Regions from separate parts of the Sus scrofa genome. Here regions 1 and 2 are each linked to region 3. Evidence: chromatin contacts called from public HiChIP or PLAC-seq data. All regions are on one chromosome and are shown on one strand. The core of a region is the stretch at or near the end of the contact, and the rest is flanking DNA. Distances in the headings are between cores, read along the strand shown.

The links. HiChIP or PLAC-seq counts read pairs in DNA pulled down with a chosen protein or histone mark.
Region 1: a contact with region 3 is called in an H3K27ac HiChIP or PLAC-seq map of alveolar macrophages. The contact joins two enhancer-like sites. A contact is called at or near these places in 1 of 47 Hi-C or Micro-C datasets (liver) and 1 of 2 datasets of contacts at active chromatin or transcription factors (alveolar macrophages).
Region 2: a contact with region 3 is called in an H3K27ac HiChIP or PLAC-seq map of alveolar macrophages. The contact joins two enhancer-like sites. A contact is called at or near these places in 2 of 47 Hi-C or Micro-C datasets (embryonic fibroblasts and liver) and 1 of 2 datasets of contacts at active chromatin or transcription factors (alveolar macrophages).

What each region holds. Positions count from the first base shown.
Region 1 is chr14:124,178,470-124,181,169 of Sscrofa11.1, reverse strand. The region is part of intron 2 of NHLRC2 (NHL repeat containing 2); the gene reads right to left. Among named protein-coding and RNA genes, the nearest start is that of NHLRC2, 17 kb to the right of the region's middle. Within about 2 kb of position 1,394, at least 1 of the 83 cell types and tissues checked has an H3K27ac peak or open chromatin away from gene starts, as enhancers often do. A contact at or near this core is called in alveolar macrophages, where this site is marked.
Region 2 is chr14:124,248,678-124,251,377 of Sscrofa11.1, reverse strand. No RefSeq gene overlaps it. Among named protein-coding and RNA genes, the nearest start is that of NHLRC2, 87 kb to the right of the region's middle. Within about 2 kb of position 1,282, at least 3 of the 83 cell types and tissues checked have an H3K27ac peak or open chromatin away from gene starts, as enhancers often do. A contact at or near this core is called in alveolar macrophages, where this site is marked.
Region 3 is chr14:124,029,622-124,032,345 of Sscrofa11.1, reverse strand. The region is part of intron 2 of CASP7 (caspase-7); the gene reads right to left. Among named protein-coding and RNA genes, the nearest start is that of CASP7, 13 kb to the right of the region's middle. Within about 2 kb of position 1,380, at least 19 of the 83 cell types and tissues checked have an H3K27ac peak or open chromatin away from gene starts, as enhancers often do. A contact at or near this core is called in alveolar macrophages, where this site is marked.

The DNA of each region.
Region 1 (2,700 bases), core at 145-2,644, 150 kb before region 3:
GAATCACATCTTCAGCTTTTTACAGTTTTATATGGGTGTGATCTTTTTAATAACCCTAATCACTTTGTGGACAAAGCTCCTGGCTTGAGAGTGCCCTCTTCTGACAGTTCCCTTTTTCTGAATTTCATTTTCAGACAGCACCACTGGAAGGAGGAGCTGATGTGTATTTTCTTTTGTTTCTGCAGCATTCTTAACTTTTCCCTCTTATTTTCTTCTTCCCTTCAGGAGACTATCTCCAAGGGAAACCACACACACTTCTATTATCTGAGTCTTTTCAGGAAGCAATGCTTCTCTGAGGCTTCTGTTCCCAGTCCCACACTCTTTCAAGAGCTAGTACTATGTTCTAGGGCATCAATACTAGAGCTGGAGTTGAGTTCTTTTTCTGCAGGTAAGGGGGTTTGTGTTTTGCCCAATTCCTCAGAACCCCTTTTTTTCATGGAGTCTTTTACACCTCCTCCATCCCTGTTCTCAGCACCTGCAAGCTAGCAGCAGCAGGATCTCTCATGGAGATAAGTGTATTTCTCAATTTACGGGTAATCTGAAGGCCATGATATTGTCTCTTAGTATCACTGAACAGAGGATCAAGTGTGGTTTTACTTACTCTCCCTGTTGTTTTTATGTCTAGGGAAGGGGAAAAGGAAAATGGGAAGATTCAAAATTAGGTAGCCACCATTCTCCTCCAAACTTTGAAGCAGTAGAGATACATTCTTAATTTTAACATCAGGTTTACTGGGATATAACTTAAAAGTAATTCTGTACTGTGATAACTCATTAATTGGGTAAATAAATACAACTGAGTCCAAAAACTAGCCACTTACTTACTGGAGAAAAACTAGAAGTTTTCCAATAAGATAAGGAACAAGGCAGAGACACCAACTGTTTCCAATACTATTTAACAATGATGTGGAACAGTGGTTTTAGACAACAAAATTAGATAAGAGTATTTAGATACAGACGTAAGAAATGAAAATTTTCTTTGCAAACAATGTAATAGTATGTTAGGAAAACTCCAGAAAATCAATTATAAAACTAACCCAAATAATAAAAGTCAGGACGCAGTAGAACTGAAAACTGACACACAAAACCCAACAGCCTTTCTATATCTACATAACATCTAGCTGGAGGATACAGTAGTAGACAAAACCCCATTTACAATAAATATGCAGAAACATATGAAAAGGCTTGTTCAACTCCACTCTAAAATGCAATTTAAAACTACACCAAGATACCATTTGTCATATAAAAGGAATACTAGATCAGCAAAAATTTAAAAGTATGTCAACATTTTATTGGAACAGCAATGGGAAAAGAACCACACTCATACACTGCTAGTGAGAATGCAAACTGGTGCAACCCTCCTGGTGTGGAATGTGGCAATATCTAACTAAACTTATGTACATTTAACTTTGACCCAGCAATCCTCACTTCCAAGAATTCATCCTTAAAATACACTATCAGCACTACAAAAATGTATCCATGAGATTATTCATTGTGTGTTAACTGCTAAATATTAGAAACAATATAAGGGCCAATACACAGGATAGGAAAGTGCCTGGATAAATCATGTACACACATACATACACAGGCTAAGTACCATGAAGATGTTAAAAACTACCAGGAAATTCTCTATAAACTTGTGTGGAGTGACTGCCAGGAAAAATGTCTCATGAAAAAACTGAAGTGCATAAAAATGTCAATAGTATGTCACTTTTTAATGTTAAAAAAAATTTGTTTTAAAGAAAAAGAACAGGATGAAAGAATGAGAAGGTAGGAATAAGCAGAAGAGAGGGGTAGATGAAACTATCCTTTCTGCACAGTTCTGACTTTCAGACCATGTTATAATTTTACATACTCGAAAATAAAATCAACCAAAACAGGGAAAGGGGGCTTAAAAATACAAAGAGAAACAAATGAATCTAGCTGTACTTCAAATGAATAGCAAAGCCTCATGGTGGGTGGGAGGGACTAGTTTAAGCAACTTTTAAATTAGTTGGGAGGAACTGGAAGAAAAGACACACCCCAGTAACAGTATGCACATCTAGTGCCCAGATCTTGTTTCTTCAAAATCATTCTTAATATTCAATACTATAAGGAATCAGAACTCCTTAGAGAAATGGCTGATTCAAAGATGGGGCTGGGAAAGTATAAGATGAACCTGGAAATATTTTTGGGGGGAACAAGTCAAGAAGTGCTTAGAGAATAATAAGGACATGTCAAAAGGACACAGGTGATAGCATGAAGGGGATCCATTTAGTCGAATGGGGACAATTTGAAAATCAAAATAAATGACTGTGATGATTTATAACAATGAATCAAAAAGGAATCCATGAGTTGAGTCAAAATATATTTTACATATGTAATATATGTACACAAATATCACATTACATCAAAATACATATATTTTTTCTTCCTGATGAATATACCCCAACACTTCTTTGAAAAAGTGATGACCAAGGTGAGATGTGAATGATGAGAAGATGTTAAACAGTGGAAACAAGGAATAAAGGAGATTATAGGAAGAGAAAACAACACATGCAAGAGGGGACAAGAAAGACTAAAGAAGGTAAGTGACTAAGCTCAGAGAACAAAGGGAAGCATGGGACAAAACAAAAATAAACACAGGATCAACCTGTTTGTTGAGGTAAATCACATTAGAGATTGAGATCTTTATCCTTAAAAGCAATGGAAGTCATACGGAAA
Region 2 (2,700 bases), core at 33-2,532, 220 kb before region 3:
TCATGCTGATCTGGGGCAAAGGGAGCAAGGGAATGAGTCATGGCTCTAGTGCCACAGATTCTTGAGTTGCTAGTAGATTTTCTTGAATAAATGTGTCTTACTTTGCTGTACGCAATTGAGACAATTTACAGAGGTTTTTTGTTTGTTATTTTTTTTTAAGATAGATTTTACCAGTCGTGCTTGTTCACTGGAGAGAAGGTCCTCAGAACTCCCTGGTGACATCCAGAAGTGTGCCTAATCTCTAGCGTTAGTTTACCTCTGCACAGAAGGTGCTTTCCTTTTTGGCTTTATAACTTAGGTGGCTGTGGACAGTTCAGGAAGGGCCAACAGAAAAGAGAAGACCAAGAAAGAGGACATTGGAGGCATATATATGGGGAATTAATATTGAATTGGAGAAAATATTAAGGTACAAAATAATTAACTTTAAAAAGAATAGGTTAAGATTATGAAGAGCTTAGAACATGTTCATTGAGCAACAAGCAAGTGGGATGCTTGCAATATAGAGCAAGTCACATAGATCAGACACATAGACAGCCTCTTTGGAAGGTTGATAAATAATAGAATGTACTGCCTATCGAGGTTGCAAAATAGCATTTTAAAATAGGCTGGATCCTTGTCTTTAGATGGCTGACTGAGTGACTAAAATGCCTACATTCGTTATGATAGGATCTGGCAGAGGTACTTTATAAACACAAATTATTGAAATGACATCAGTGATACATACCTTTTATCTACAACACTGCACCAGAGCCAAACACCCATGAATATTTAAAAATTTTTAGAGCAAAGTCCAATTAAACCAAGTGAGGTTCTGGGCCCATATGATGATTATTTTGTTCTTTCTTCAGAAAGTTAAAGACGTAAAAGCAGCTGTCTTTCCTACTTGACTTTCAGCAAGGCTGAGTTAAGTGTGTTGCTGCCTAGACTGGGGCTCAGGGTAAATGGCCTCATTAGATCCCTGGCAATGCTTGGATTCTTAGGGCATGTCAGCTTCCTGAATATGGGTAAGCTATTGTTTTTCCCTTTCCACGATGGGGAGATAAACCCTACTTCAAATATTTATCCTCCTTATCTTGTTTACTCTAGTGGAGGGACTTTGTTGTGGGGTCATTTCAAACAAAATGCTAAAGATAGAACAATCTCACTTTAAAGAGATAGTTGTTATTTAATGAGATGCCTCTCTGCACAATTAAAATCTCAAAGTATTAGGGGAAGTGCATGTTCTCCTGTGTTGGCGAGATATAGAACTTGGCCTTTCTTCAGGATCCTCCTACTCTTCCCACGGCAGTTCAGCAATTTCTTCAATAAGAGGAAGAGGGAGCAGATACAGGAATACTATCTGTCAGCTTCTCTTAGCAACACAAAATATGCTGAACATACATTTAAATGGTAATTCGCCAAGTATGGTAATATTGCTACCTATTAAAGTTGTGCTGTAAGATTGACTGGAATTTGACTTTGGCATCAAAAGGGAAAACTAGGAACTATAGCTGGTCAAATACATACACAAATTATACATACTAAATTGTATATGTATGCCATAATTAAATAGATATTGATATATAAATATTTTAATACATGTATTGAGTATCATAGAGTTCTAAGGCATAAACATGGTTTAAAGATTATAGAGCTGTCTTTCAGCTAAAAAAGCTAAATCCTATCTGAACTAAAAGTCAATTTAAAGTGCTTCGATGAACAGCAAAATGAAGTACAATACTCATTAGTGTGAAAAAATTTTCATTTTAGTTTTACTAAAACCTGATGTTTTGAAAGCTGATTTGAAGCAGTCCTATTTATTGGTTTTCAGGGGTTTATCTCCCTTTTGGAAAATAACTAGCTCATATGGACGTATCAGTAGATGGTGATGAAGTGTCATTTTATGCACTGAAAGGCAAATTTCAGATTGTGGGAGTTTAGAAATACATTTGCTGTTATTTCAGTTATCCAAATTCCTTGATAATATCTGCTTTTAAACAATTGGCTAGGTAAGAATTGAGCATAAAATATCAGCAATGTCTAGCTGTATTCCATGTGTCATGAAAAAAAGTCACATCATAAAGAGCAATATATTCTTAATATCAACATCACAAATCTGTAAAATAGCACAATTACTTCATATTGGATAGACCATGATTTTATTTAAATTTTCATCTTTTGTCTTTTGTATTTTTATGGCTGCACCCGTGGCATATGGAGGTTCCCAGGCTGGGGGCTGAATTGGAGCTGTAGCTGTTAGCCTACACCACAGCCACACCAGATCCAAGCTATGTCTGCAACCAGCACCTCATGGTAACACCGGATCTTAACCCACCGAGCGAGGCCAGGGATTGAAACTCATGGATGCTAGTCAGATTCATTTCTGCTGAACCATGACAGGAACTCCTAAATTTTTGTCTAAATGGAGTTTAAAAATATACTAAGTAAGGTTTTATTTTATTATTATTTTTTTCTTTTTTGGCCTTCCCAAGGCATGCGGAGTTCCTAGGCCAGAGATTGGATCTGAGCCGCATTGCAGCCTCATCTGCAGCTTCAGCAACACCAGATCCTTAACCCATTGGGCTGGGCCAGGGATCGAAGCTGCATCCTGGTGCCTAGAGACACTGTGAATCTCATTATGCCACAATGGGAACTCCAGTAAGGTTTTTTAATACATAAAGGATCTTTAAAATATTTTTGTGGCATATTTGTAAAGCAAAA
Region 3 (2,724 bases), core at 131-2,630:
GGTAACCTGGGCTAGCTGCAGGGCTACCTTTACAATGAGAGGCATCCTTCTTCAAGTTCTCATACAACATGAGGCCTCATAAACTATGGCTCATGATGGACACAGACTGGGCACACACAAGTGTCCCTTTGTACTGAGGGGGATCAGTTCCAGGACTCCTGAGGATACCAAAATCCACGGATGCTCAAGTCCCATATTTAAATGGAGTAGTATTTGCATAGAACCTATGCACATCCTCCTTCAGACTTTAAATTCTCTCTAGATTACTTCTACTGCCTCAAACAATATAAATGCTATACGAATAGTTGCCAGCACTCAGCAAACCCAAGTTTTGCTTTTTGGAACTGTCTGGTATTTTTTTCTCCTAACATTTTCGATCTGCCATTGGTTGAATCCACAGATACGGAGCCCACGGATACAGGGGGCAGACTGTACTTATTTCTTCTAAGTCATTTTTTATAGTCTAAACACTTGATTAATTTTAAATTTACATGCTAAATATGTTTTTCCTTTGTGGTTTTCTGTGTTTTCCAAGGGTTCTTCAATAATCAGATAAGTAGAAGACATTTTAATAAATTTTTGTTTTTTAAGAATGGTGAATTAAGGAAGTCTGGTTTATTGAGCTCAGTGAGATGGATATAAAATGATGCTGTCCTGCCATCTAGTGGCAGTGAAACAAAAAAGCCAAGACAAGTCTCAGGGCCTGGGAGTACCTAGGACTGTTGAGTCCCACCCACGCTTTGGAGGCTGCAGTGGGGGTGGGGGTGGAAGGGGTCTTTTCTTTTCCCAGAATCCTTGAGGTTTCTAGGGGGAGATTGAGAGTCCTTAGTTAGAGTCAGGTGGGGGTGCTATTGCCCCTCAACTGCAATTATGTCCCTGCAATTCTGACACCCTAGAGAAGGGAGCTGGGGATGGGACGGGAGGGGGAAGGTGCGGGCCGTCAGCTGCAGGGAGCACCCAGAGCAGCCAGGCTGCACCCACACCTCGGCCGCAAGGGGTGCAAAGCTCCCCACACACCACAGAGGGGAGCACATGAGGGGCTATGGCACCTGCCGGATTTGCGGGAAACAACCAAGGGCTAGTGCTGTTTTCAGATGACCCCAGTTAGTTACAGAATAATGATCCCAGTTAGAATCCAGAAGGCACAGAGGATAAGTTCAGAGTGTCCGCACGCCACGTGTGATAAGGGGCGCTCCCTCTGTTCAAGTCACACTTAGTCTCACCCCATCATACAAGAGGTCCCTGATGCCATCCAAGTTGCTCTCTAGTTCTCCAACAACAAAGCAGAGAGAACAGAGGCCGCAGGTAGTCAGGGGAACACGGAAAGGCAGCCAATGCTGGGGCAGTTCTGTCATTGTGACACTAGAAATATAAACTGTATTACCCCTTTGCACAGCAAGAGGGCGCAGTGGGCACTCGTGACTGCAACCCTTCCCCGTGGTCCAGGTCCCACTTTCCTCAATTCCTTCGCCAGCCCCTCCTTCCACTTGGTCAAACGTCTGGCAGCTTCTACCTCCCTGGCACCTCTGTGGTCCAGCTGCTCCCTTCCAGTGGCCCCAGCCCTGCTCCATCTACTTCATCCATTCTGGCCTGGGACGCGCAACAGCCTCCTAACCCACTTCCGCTCTCCACCCAGCCACTCGTCAGCACTTTCCCCTTCACGGGGCAGCTCGGCTGTCCTGGTGGGCATCCGTAGGTATAAGTGATCGAGTCACTCGACCGCTTAAGTCCTTTAGTGACTTCCCCGTCCTTATTAGGATTGATTCCAACTCCTTCAGGTGAACTGTGGATAACCCCTTCTGCAATCTCCCTGGGGCCATCTCCCTGCATCTCTGCTCTGTCCCTTCCCGGCACCATCATTCCTCAAACACCAGTTCCACGTCTGCCTTCCGCAGCGGGATGTGAGTGTCTGGGTCAGAGACCACACTGATCTTGTTGCTCCTGTTCCTGGCTGCAGCCCCAGGGCCAAACACAGCGCCTGGCATGTGAAGGTGGCTACAGAGTCCTGGTGGAGAGCTTGGCTTGAGAGGCAGGTGAACGCAGGTTCAAACCCTGGCTCTACCACTAATCAACTAAGGGACTTGGCACAAGGGACTTATGTTCTGTCATTTCATAGATATTTAATGAGTGAATGAAATATTGAATTACTGACCAAAAATGTCATCTCACATGATTAAAGCCAGTGATACTTTCCTAGATGAAACTTTAAAATCTTTTAAAAAGAAGGAAAAACGTAAATTTTAAGGGTATGTCACAAATCGTGATTGAATTTTACTTGCACTGACTGCCTCCTTGGTAGGCAGTATGATCTAACATGGGGGTATGAGTTGGATGCCAAGTGAAGGCAGAGAAAATAAGCAACTAACATTTCACAACCTGGACGAGTAAGAGAGTAAGTTGATACTTACTGGAGCTCAATGTCATTCAATAATTCAAAAATCATGTCTTATAATTCAGACAACCAAAATCAGCAGTTTAGAAAATGGAACAAATATTTTGGAAACTACTTCATGTTTATTTTGATAAGATAAAATAATATTTTGATGCCAATATCAGCTACACTATAGAAAAGACACAGTGGATCAGAATCCAGATTATCCAGGCTTATTTACCTGAATTTAAGGGGGATTAAAAAAAACTGCACATCAGAGACCACATCTATTTTTGCAAAATGATAGGTGATGAAAGCAGTGCTCTCCAACCAGCGAACTCAAAACCTTTCCA